Regions from separate parts of the Xenopus laevis genome. Here region 1 is linked to region 2. A link is a contact called in public Hi-C data. All regions are on one chromosome and are shown on one strand. Each heading gives the region's core, a stretch centred on a gene start, on an enhancer-like site or on the middle of the called end of the contact. The rest is flanking DNA. Distances are from core to core; before and after follow the strand shown.

Evidence for each region. A called contact is a pair of places that touch in the nucleus more often than the background predicts.
Region 1: a contact with region 2 is called in a Hi-C map of the XTC cell line, with 4 times the contacts expected there. The contact joins the enhancer-like site here to the promoter of ido1.L in region 2. A contact is called at or near these places in 2 of 4 Hi-C or Micro-C datasets (the XL177 cell line and the XTC cell line).

Annotation. Positions count from the first base shown.
Region 1 is chr3L:135,083,226-135,089,329 of Xenopus_laevis_v10.1, reverse strand. LOC108711590 (R3H and coiled-coil domain-containing protein 1) reads right to left here. Exons shown (of 8, transcript XM_018253472.2): 4 at 5,819-6,104; 5 at 2,798-2,970; 6 at 1,796-1,866. Among protein-coding and RNA genes, the nearest start is that of LOC108711590, 9.3 kb to the right of the region's middle. Within about 2 kb of position 4,574, at least 1 of the 7 cell types and tissues checked has an H3K27ac peak or open chromatin away from gene starts, as enhancers often do.
Region 2 is chr3L:134,926,727-134,933,107 of Xenopus_laevis_v10.1, reverse strand. It overlaps ido1.L (indoleamine 2,3-dioxygenase 1 L homeolog), which reads right to left and starts at 5,041. Exons shown (of 10, transcript NM_001097817.1): 1 at 4,949-5,041; 2 at 1,857-1,952. The coding sequence starts at 5,023.

The DNA of each region.
Region 1 (6,104 bases), core at 3,325-5,824, 160 kb before region 2:
ATACAATGATATTCTTCAGAATGTATCTGTTATCAACTGTGTATCCTGTGCTTGAATGGCTGCCCCCATGGCTACACAGCAGTTTGTTTATATAAACAATAGTAGTCTTACTGAAGCAAACATCAGTTTTACCAGTGCAGGGCAACTGTCCCTTTAAATTAGTGCAGAGTGAGTCATCTGCCAAGCACTGCAAATTCCCTGGGAAATCCCTCCCTTGGCTGCCCACCCCACACATCATAAAGTCAATCTATTTTTAGGGGCAAACTCAGTGATTTCTCTGTATTTCTAGAAGTGCAAGCTATGTAGTTAGCAAGCAAACAATGTGTGAGATAGAGGGGAAGGCAAATGAATGACAGGTTGTATAAGATAAGTAATTACTAGCTATAGGGAGGTTATACTGCCACATTATGGGTCACAGGGGGGCCTTACCTTGAATAGTGTTCACTTTAGGCAACATTCAGATATTTAGAAGGCCATCGCCTTCTAACACTTTAGTCAACACTCTAACCACTCATTCTGTGATTTTCCCTGACTGATGAGACTATTCATGTCAAGCAGAATCAACTTGAACGTCAATAATTATGTGGTTCTGTGTTACTATCTGCTGTAGATACAGCTTATATATTAGGATTTAAAGGGCTTTTAACTTTTAGTACGATGTAGAGAGAGTGATATTCTGGGGCCATTTGCTAATGGTTTTCATTTTTTATTATTTGCGGTTTTGAGTTGAGCAGCTCTCCAGTTTGCAGTTTCAGCAATCTGGTCGCTAGGGTTCCAATTACCCTAGCAACCAAACATTGATTTAAATAAGAGATTGGGATGTGAATAGAAAGATGAGTAAGGGCAGAACTCCACAGTGCAATGTGATCCGATGCAACGCACTGCGAGGAAATGCAGGCGACCAGTTGGAGGTGCCGAATATAATGTGAGTTATAGAAACATCACAGCTACAAATGACATGCATCTGACTGTCGGATGAAGACACAGCGTGCATCGTTCACATCCATCGTGTCGTATGCATGTAGTTTGTAGCTTGGATGTTTCTATAACTTACATTATATTCGGCGCCTCCGACTGGTCGCCTGCGTTTCCTCACAACACGACCAAGTGCACCGCATCGCTTCGTGGAGTTCATGCCTTATACAAAGTAGCAATAACAATACATTTGTAGGCTCAAAGACCATTTGCTTTTTGAAAGGGGTCAGTGATCCCATTTAAAAGCTGGAAAGAGTCAAAAGAAAAAAGGCAGAAGAGAGATGCATGTGCAGTAGAATGAAATAGACGACGTCATTAAAATTTAGCTTTTCGCTCTACTGCGCATGCGCAGCCACGAGAAGAAAGAAGTCACAAGACGATCGCTCCGTAGTGCTCACTGATAGAATCCCGGCCGGTGCAGCTTTCTTCTATAGGTGCACAGGCCCGGGGGATTCAGCTAAGTAAATTAAATCACTTGGTGGTGCCTAACTTTTGGCACCCCTAAGTAAAAATACCTTTCCTTCTCCTTTAAGAGGAAGTTGAATGCTCAAGTTTTAAAGTGGTTGACCTCCTCCCCGTGACGTGCTTACCACTAGAGAGTTATTTGCTATGAAGAACCGTTAGTGCTCACCTTGTCAATTTTTATAAGGGTCTAGAACAATTAGGCCACATCTTGTGACTCACTCAATGTAGCACAGGTAGAACTAATATTAACGTGGATTCTCCTCCTTGTTCATATGCCAAGCCTTCCATTAAAACAATAGGTGCAATAAAGAAGAGCGCAGCAGATTTTTAGAATAACGCATAAAGAATACTTTACCATCTTCAGGGCTGGAGAATATTCCCAAGGCGTGCATCTGATCCACCCATTGCAATTGGAACCCTCGATCCCTATAAGAAAAATGCAGGACTAATAAATTTCTTCCCCAACATAAAAAGCTTATTGTTATGGGTGATTCCAATCATTCGGAGCAAACATTTGACAGGTTGTAATAAAACATTACTTTAAAGGGATACTGTCATGGGAAAACATTTTTTTCCAAAATGAATCAGTTAATAGTGCTGCTCCAGCAGAATTCTGCACTGAAATCCATTTCTCAAACGAGCAAACAGGTTTTTTTATATTCAATTTTGAAATCTGACATGGGGCTAGACATATTGTCAATTTCCCAGCTGCCCCAAGTCATGTGACTTGTGCTCTGATAAACTTCAATCACTCTTTACTGCTGTACTGCAAGTTGGAGTGATATCCCCCCTCCCCGGCAGCCAAACAAAAGAACAATGGGAAGGTAACAAGATAACAGCTCCCTAACACAAGATAACAGCTGCCTGGTAGATCTAAGAACAACACTCAATAGTAAAAACCCATGTCCCACTGAGACACATTCAGTTACATTGAGAAGGAAAAACAGTAGCCTGCCAGAAAGCATTTCTCTCCTAAAGTGCAGGCACAAGTCACATGACCAGGGGCAGCTGGGAAATTGACAAAATGTCTAGCCCCATGTCAGATTTCAAAATTGAATATAAAAAAATCTGTTTGCTCTTTTGAGAAATGGATTTCAGTGCAGAATTCTGCTGGAGTAGCACTATTAACTGATGTGTTTTGAAAAAAACATGTTTTCCGATGACAGGATCCCTTTAATATTTATTTTCTGTAAAGTGTGCCCTCTAGATGAACGGGATAGGATCTCTGGACAAGGAGAGCAGCTCCCAAGCATTTATCCCTGGACATATGTAAAATTGTATATATAGAAAGAACTTGTCAATTGCCTTTAATAACATTTGTCGCTCACAACTGATTCCACTGCTCTCTGTGGCTCACCTGTATTCAGTGAAAGGCTTCAGTAGATCTTCAGTGCGGAGCTCACGTGAGAAGCCATAAACCTCAATGACATGGCCAAATCTCCCATGGTCCGTCTGATCTTCGGCATACGCAGAAAAATCATTCAGGAGGGGCTGAATCTGCACATCCTTCTCACTGACGTTGGCAATGATCTGACAGAGAATAGGTTGGGATTATAAAGAGACTGAAGTGCCTCATAGTGGTGTATAGATATAACTATTTCACAGTGATGTGTGTATCACCAGTAAATCAGCTTAAAGATGTCACATTTAAATTAAATGCTAGTATGACGTAGAGAGTGATAATTTGCCATTGGTTTTCACTTTTTATTATTTGTGGTTTTTGAGTTATTTAGCTTTTTATTCAGCAGCTCTCCAGTTTGCAATTTCAGCAACCTGGTTGCTAGGGTCCAAATTACCATAGCAGCCATGCACTGATTTGAAAAAGAGACTGGAATATGAATAGGAGAGGGACTGAATAGAAAGAGGAGTAATAAACAATAACAATAAATGTGTAGCCTTACAAAGCATTTGTTCCTTTTGAAAGCTGGAAAGAGTGAGAAGACAAATAATCAAGAAAGTATAAAAAATAGAGACCAATTGAAGTTGCTTAGAATTGACCATTTTATAATATACTATTAGTGAACCACCCCTTTAAAGTGACAGTATGCGCCCCTTTTCAAATGGGGCGGAATAAATAGGGCATGTGCTGAACATACTTTTTGCCTATTGTTTTAATTAAGAAATATCTATGGTTTTTGTTATTTCTGGTACTAAACAAGAATATAAACCCAGTTTTACTTTAGTACTTCCTGATCTTGAAGAACTTCAAAGGAGCTGAGAAAATGAATTACCGGTCCATGGAGAAGCCCCAATCATGAGCTGCTCAAAGGCTGTTGTTTAGAGAAGAGACGGGTTTGTTTGTTCAAAGGTAGATAGGGAGGTCTGAACTAATCGCCCTTTTTATAAAGGAAGGGGTGGGGTAAGGTCATTGAAAACTAAATATGGATTTATCTAACTTAAATCAATAGGCAGAATCTAATTTCAGCACAAGAGCTATTTATTGTATTCATTTTTACAAAAATGTTTTTAGGTGTTTGTTGTGAGTTTCAGTAGCTTAGCATGTCACACTAAACACTTTTGTGCCTTTAAAACTTTGGGAAAGACAAATTTTCCCACAAGCTTATGTTGAAATTGCTCAGTCAGGCCCCTCTGATTCCTCTAATGTTTGCAAAGACCGCTTCCTCCCTTTAATAACTTATTGACGTCAGTATAAAAGAGCACCAAACACTACCTAAGCTCACCACTGGGTTGCAGTGCAGCATCAGGAATTACAGAAAGAGTCACAAAAAATTAAACATTTCACAAACTCTATGTCTGATAAAAAGAACTCATATTGCAGCTTTACAAAATCCTATTTTACATCCATCAACTCCATCTGGTAGAGCAGTCACCTTCTAGAATCTTGAACCGGATAAAATAATAGATGGCAATTTATTAAAAAAATCTTTGGCAGTAGCAGGTATATTCTTTAAATAACGATCTGCATTTATACATAGAAATTGGGGCTGCCAAATTGTGTAAGGGGATGTTCAGCTTCAGAGAAATAGGGCCACCATCTGGGAGGCACAGTTGTACAGCTCCCAGTGGATTATAAATTTAAAAGTGGACCAGGCCATGCCGCACTTCCAGGAACCCGAATCTGCAGAGAGCCGAACCTGCTGCAAGAGCTGAAGTCACAGAATGGAGCTGAAGCTGCTGAAAGGGACCCAAGGCCACTGAAGAAAGCCAAAGAAGCTGTTGTCGCTTCAAGGTCAGTGGTCTCTTTTTATTTTTTTAATAAACTATTATGGGGACCCTGGCCACCAATTGATTTTCTTTAACTTTGTGGGGGAAGCCTGTCCATTTTTTTTTACTTCTGTAGGAAGCCCTTGCCATCAATGTTTTTTTTTTTTAACCTATAGGGGGACCCTGGCCCCCAATGGTTGTTTTTCAACCAAAGGATTAAACAAAATGGCTTTTATTTGTACATTAGAAATGCAAATTCTAAAACCAAGTGCAATTTAGGTTAGAGCAGGAACCTACCTTGAAGTGTTGGCAGGCTTAAAAATCCCTTTGCCAAAATATCCTGTTCAGAGCTCATGTCTATGTGGCCTTTTTAATGTGGTGGGGTCCAGAAAATGTTGTTGTTGTACGGGACCCCATGATTTCTGGTGGTGGCTCTACAGATGAATGTCTGAATTTGAACAGCCAGTGTCATTACAAATTTTTTTTCTAAAAGATCTTTGTTTTAAAAAGCTAAGCTGCTGTCGATTTTGACTCCAACTGCTCCAGTAAAACAGAAATTAAGTATATTCTAGAATGTCCTATTGTACCAACTATTAAATTGACCTTCATTATTTTTTATAGTTTCTTAATTATTCTTCATCTTCATTCTGGTCTTTAAATGGGGATCACTGACCACGGCAGCAAAAACCTATTGCTCTGTGAGGCTTCAATTTTATTCTGTTATTTTTTTTATTTTTATTTTATTTTATTACTCATTTTGCTATTCAGGCCCTCTCCTATTTATCTTCTAGTCTCTAATTCAATCCGCTGTCTGGTTCCTAGGGTAAATTGTAGGGAACACTGGAAACCAATGGTTATCTTTTGACCAAGAGATTAATCCAAATGGCTCTTATTTGTACGAGAAATGCAAATTCTAAAAGGAAGTGCAATTTAGGTTACCATAGATGTCTGCTTAAAAAGTCTACCTTGGTGTGATGGCAGGTTTAAAAATCCTTTGGCCAAAAGTTACTGCTCAGAGCAGTGTGACCTTTTTTTTTACTGTGGGGTGGGTGGATGATGCGCCAGAAAATGTTGTCGTATGGGACCCCATCTGATGGCGGCCCTGCAGATAAATGTTTGAATGTGAACAGCCAGTGTCATTACTATTCCATAAATGATTTATGTCTATATGCTAGTTAAAGGTAAGATATAAATACACCTTTATTCCACTTACTTCTTTTAGTATTTGCTGTAATATTCCTGGTTCTTCTGGTGATCGGTCATTTGTTGCTGGCTCAGCCCTCCCCTTCTCTTGTGCATCACCCTGTCTGTATGTGTCACACAGTGGAGACTTTTCCTCTTCACTTATTCTAGTGCAGATGTCAGTTTTTTTATCTTGGGCAAAAGGATTGCTCTCTCCTTTATCTTCCCCCTGGACACTTCCGGCTCCTCTGTTGTCATTGTCGTTAGCTTCTGAGGGTCCAGGAACATCCTTGCATTCTGCAAGAGACCCCTCCATT
Region 2 (6,381 bases), core at 3,792-6,291:
AATAACAGAGGGGCTGCTGTAAGATTCCATAGATAGTTATTATTACTGGGCCTGTAGGGGGAGGCTGTTTGGGCTTCTGTGTATTTGCAATGCCAGGGCATTCTGTATCCCAATCTGGGCCTGATTGCACTTTATTGCCCAGATCTACTGAACTATCAAAAGCTCATTGTCTCTTCTTTCTTTCCTATTTATATTGATCCTATTTACTGTATATTGATCTGCCACAAACTCAGCTAGATAGCATGTGGTAGTATCACTGGGCACAAAGACTGCCACCCTTGCCTTGGCACCAAAGCTATTTGGCCTGTCTCGAAAGGTCAGGAGAGACCTGATGCTGAACATACTGCAATATACTGTGCTACTCTCGCGCCCTCATGTGTTTAAAGCTTGCATTACAACTTTTCTTATTTATATTTCTTGTTCTTCAGCAATTTACACTTTTTGTACAGCATCAGTATTCTTTAGTACTGTGCAGAATAACCATGAAACACTAACCTGAATTTCAACCTGCTTAAATATAACATCAGGATCAGGTGCCCTGAGGGATGGAACTATAACTATGAGCCATGTCCCCCTTCACCTTGTCTGAGACTTCTGCAACAGCCCTGTTCCCATTCATCTTTACTGCACATGCCTCTAGAATGAAAGGGTCCTGCTCATTAACAGACATAGCTGAAACCAAGGGGGATTTTTTACGTATGCAGCCAGCAACCGCTAAAAGCGAAATACACACACAGCAGAAATATGTATGTGCCACTGCCACTAATGCCAATGTAAATGGGCACAAAGCAATATAGTTATTAAATGGCTGCTGAAAGCTTGTACATTCAATGCTTTTTTCATAATTGTGCCACTTAATGACATATATCTTAACTCAATGGATCTAAAGCCAACAACCAATACTCACTACTTATACTTCCTGATCTCTCAGCAGCATTTGACACTGTGGATCACCCTCTCCTCCTCCAGTCCAGGCCCGGACTGGCAATCTGTGGGTTCTGGCAAATGCCAGAGGGGCTGTTATAAGGTGCCATAGAAAGTCACTATTTAGTTGGCTGGTGGGGGCTGTTTGGGTCTCTGTGTGGGCTGATTGGGCCTCTTTGTACCTGAAATGCCAGGGCCTATTTCAATTCTCAGTCCGGACCTGCTCCAGTCCCTCCATTCACTTGGCCTTTGTGACACGGCCCTGTCCTGGTTCTCTTCTTACCTCACTAATCGTTCCTTTAGTGTCTTAGAGTATCATCTTCTCCCCTACCTCTTTCTTATGGGGTTCCTCAAGGCTCTGCCCCGGGCTCATTATTTTATCTCTATGCTTCCTTCATTGGCAAACTAATCAACTCTTATGATTTCCATTACCACCTCTATGCTGACAGTACTCATAGTTATCTCTCCTTTCCTGATCTTGGGTCTCTTCCTGCCTGTCTGCTAAAGCTACCTTAAATTAAACGTTTCCTAATCATATTCCAGTCTCTTGTTCCAATCAATGCATGGTTGCTTGGGTAATTTGGACCCTAGCAACCTGATTTTTGAATTGCCAAATTGGAGAGCTGCTGAATTAAAAAACGAAATTAAACAAAAACCACACATAATAAGCAATGAAACCCAATTGCAAATTTTATCAGAATATCACTCTCTACATCATACTAAAAGTTAATCTAAAGGCGAAACAAACCTTTTAACTTTTGATAGAATCCATTGAGAGAGCAGGGCTATCAATGCAGCGAGAGTGAAAAGCTAGAAACAATAGGAGGAGTGCAAGCTGGCTGGGAGCCTCACACAATCATCAGCTGATATAAATTGTTTGCCTGTGGGAAGTTTGCATTCACATATCCCCTAGGCTCACTGCTGACACTCACCTGTCTGACTGCTTCCCGAATCTGTTTATTCTTGATGAGGTTGCACAGATCTCCAGCAATGGTCATCCAAGGCTTGTAGTATTCAGGGAGCTTCTCCTTAAAGAAAAACAGACACATCTAGTAGATTAGGAGGGTGTTTGGTATTTTACAGCTCTGTCTCAGTTGGGATTCCAACATTACTACTGTCCCTCTGTGATGGGATCTAGATTTCATTGTACCTCTCTTCAGGGTGAGATCCTAACACTATACATAACTAGATATTATTACTAGTGATGGGCGAATAAATTAGACTGGTGCAAGTTTGTGGTGAATGTCTCGCAGAGGACAAAATTTGCAAAACTCCTGGGAAAATTTGGCGGCATCAAAAAAAAATTGGATGTGCGTCGGAAAAGTCGCTTGCGTCAAAATCGTTGTGCATCAATACTATATGAACGTCCATTGACTTTAACGCCCATGTCAAAATTGACGCAGGCGTCAATTTTTGAGTTTCCTGAATTTTTGGCCCATCACTAATTATTGCAACTCTTTTTAGGGTGGGATCCTAATATTGTCACAGTTCCCTCTGGGGTGGGAAACTGACATTAGTATAGTCCCCTCTGTGGCAGGATCTGGATATTATTGTACCTTTCTGTAGGGTTGGATCCTAACATTGGCACAGTCTGGCGTGGACCACTATCAGAAATAATGAGGCTCTATGGGACGATATTGTCTTGCACTCTTTTGACCAGTGAACTGACAACACAGCATGTTTATATAAACGATTGTAGTCTTTCTAAAATAAACACATAACGTTTACCAGTTCAGGGCAACAGTACATTATATCTGAATTACACTTATTTTTTTGCTGTTACTGTCCCTTTAATGTAGCAGCATCGGGATGGGATCCTCAGGGGTGGTCCTAAATTCAGTGTTATCATAAATGTGAATTCTGGGATTTGCACAAATTACTGGGGCGGGGTATGATAATAGTTCTCTGATATATGCTGGTGCTAGAACCCTGCTGTATGGATCAGTGGCCAGAGCATGGTGGGTCTGCAGTAATGTGGAGCCAATTCTCGTAGTCCTACAGTAGCATGACTTACTGCTGGGATTAATTCTATGCAAAAGGCAGAAAGCAGATAAACATATGTCTTGTCTTTGGTAGCTGTAAATCTGTTTTTGTCCCTGACTTCTGGTCTGGAGTCCTCTGACCAATCCATGTTGTGCTTAAACAATTCAGTCCCTCTGTTCTGTGCCCTAACCAAGCAAAGTTTAAGCTTTTTATCCTCACTATCCATGTTACGGTGCAGCAAGTTAATGATTTATCCTAATCAAACAGGAATTTGCAGCTTGTTTTTGCTCTTAAAATCCTAAAATTGTGTTAGGCTAAAGGCACATAGGTCATTCATTTTCTGTCCCGGTGTTTTCAGGCTGAGAACGGGCCAGTACTAGCAGTCCTCATTGAAGGGAGGTGGCAAGGGAGTTTCTCCACCCGACGACTCAAATACCTGTTAGAGAAAATACCCCATGTGCCCTAAGCAGTTTATTTAGATTGATAGCACTGGCTTCTGTCATTAACTGCTGCTGTGCGCACAAAAAGCGTAAGGCTATTCTGTATCTTCCATGAGTTTAAAATAAAATTTTACATTGTCTGATCATGTAATCCAGGCCGGGACTGAAACTTGGCATTTCAAAAAAACCGGGCCCAAACAGTCCCTGCGTGCCCAATAAATAGTGACTGTCTATGGCGTCTTACAGCAGCCCCTCTGGTATTTCCCAGAAACTGTCTGAGCCTGGCATTGGGATCTATAAGTGGTGTCTGTTATTTATTTGTCTGTACAGCCATTTTCTAGCTGTCATAGGCTCTAATAATAATGTAACTATCAGGTCCAGGTGCAGGCAGAGCAGCCAGGTCCCCCACCCGCATCTAATTCTCATTGGTGCAAGTGTCCAGATAACCTCATGGGGGTGCAGGCCCGGGTGCAGTCTCACAGCCCTGGTAGTTCTGCCCCCAGGGGTCTAATTTATATTTCATAATGCAGCTGAATGTGGGACCAGGGAGGAGCAGTCGTTTTCCATAAGAGGAAATGAAAGAGGCTTTACTGGCCCTTTAATATATAATTCACACACTATAGATGAAAAGGTTTTCCCTTGAATGAGGAAATCTTTATTTCTCAGGAATGAGGAAACACTATGTTCAGACACCTGTCTCCTTAGTATGATTAGCCAATAGCTGGGTCATTAAGGGTCAGGACACACACTCAGATTCAGGGAGATTAATCGCCCAGAGACAAATCTCTGTTTCTTTGGGGCGATTAATCTCCCCAAACTGCCTCCCCTGCCTTGCCGCCAGCTAAAATGTAAATCGCCGGCGTGATGGCACTCGGCGCGATTCGTTTTCCGACGTCGCCCGAAGTTGCTAATGAGTGACATTCACCCTGGTAACTACTGGAGGGTGCTAGGAGCTTTAATTGTACAATAGCAGGAGGGATGCCAACAGGAGATACACTTTCAGTAATTAATCTAGCTCAACATGCACACATAATACCATGTGAAAATAAAATCAGCATATCTAACCTTTCTCTAGGAATACATTATTACCCTATGAGAACCAGTTCTTTAATATCCATAGATTTATAAAAGGGGTGGTTCTCCTTTAAGTTAACTTTTATTTAGTTATAGAATGGCCAAATCTAAGAAACTTAACTCATCTTCATTATTAGTTTTTTTATATTTTTTCATTCTATGCCTTCTTCCACTGTCTCTTTCCAGCTTTCAAACAGGGGTCACTCATCCTTCTATTTGGGCCCTCTCCTATTCATATTCCAGTCCCTTATTCAAATCAGTCCCTGGTTGTTATGGTACTTTGAACCCTAGCAACCACATAGTTAAAATTGCAAACTGGAGAGCTGCTGAATAAAAATCTAAATAACTAAAAAAAAATGTATGATGTATAGTTACAGCAGAAAAACTGACTTAATAATTCGTTTTAAATTAAAAAAAAAGAGTATAAAAAAACAAAAACAGAACAATCAAGTCAGTGGATAAAAAAAAAAATTAAAAATTGTGTTTCCATAGATTTTAAATGAGTTTGATAGTTTGATAGTTCTCACCAGTGGGTCCTGGAGAATAAATCCATATTGTTCAGACACATAGAACTCCTTGGGATTAATATCTTGATTCTCCATTCAGGCACAGAATGTGACAGAGTGTCTTGTGTCCCCAGTCCAATGTTATAGAGCAGATCCCTCAAGCCTTTATATACAGACCAGGTGCTGCCTGAGGGGCAGAGTCAAAAGAGTCAGAGTGATAGGCCCGGAGCAGATGGGCCGTCCCAATTTAGTTATTAAATCCAGGGATTTCTGAGACATGTAAATACGACTCCAGGTTATTAGTAAATGTTGACAAAAGGCAGAAAAGAGAAGTAATGTCTGTTCCACTCTGTGCTCTTGTGAGCTTATAACCACATGATGACAAGGACATAGTGGAGTTTCCCAGTGGTCATTTGGGTTCTTCTCTGCTTAGAAAATGTCAAGATTTCTAGCAGATACGTGATGGTATCACTGCCCGACCCATCGCCATGTAGAAGTGAAACTGGGCATTTTTTCAGGGCCACAAAGGCATTTGCTTCCTGGAAACCACAAAAACAAAAACATTATCTGAAATGCCAACAAAGTAACAGCATTATGTTACTAATGATATCTTATTATGCCTAAAATTGATACGTCCCCCTTTACATCCGACTACTGATCTGACAAAAAGGTGAACCTACTAAAAACAGCCAATTTAGCCATTTTTACACTTCATGACTGTGGCTCTGGGATAACAAGTGTAGTAGTTCCTATAGTAGCAGTGAGATAGTAGTGTGACTGTGGGATAGCAGGTATAGTAGGCAGAGATGGTGCCTATAGTAACAGTGGGATAATAGTCTCTGGGAAGGGAGTGTGACTGTGGGATAGCAGGTATAGTAGGGAGAGATGGTGTCTATAGTAACAGTGGGATAATAGTCTCTGGGAAGGGAGTGTGACTGTGGGATAGCAGGTATAGTAGGGAGAGATGGTGCCTATAGTAACAGTTGATAATAGTCTCTGGGAAGGGAGTGTGACTGTGGGATAGCAGGTATAGTAGGGAGAGATGGTGCCTATAGTAACAGTGGATAATAGTCTCTGGGAAGGGAGTGTGACTGTGGGATAGCAGGTATAGTAGGGAGAGATGGTGTCTATAGTAACAGTAGGATAATAGTCTCTGGGAAGGGAGTGTGACTGTGGGATAGCAGGTATAGTAGGGAGAGATGGTGCCTATAGTAACAGTGGGATAATAGTCTCTGGGAAAAACACATGAAGCTTGGTAAATAACTGATAAGTGACTGTGTGTTAAAGAGCTGTTTTCAAAGCCAGGCAAAGTACAAAGACTTAAAGTAAACTGTAACCATGATTGAAGTGCTCTTGTCAAAGCTTAACCTTTGCTCTAATCCCCCAAATAATAAGAAGTAGTAATAACAATAGATATGTAGCCTTACAGAGTATTTGCTTTTAGATAGGGTCAG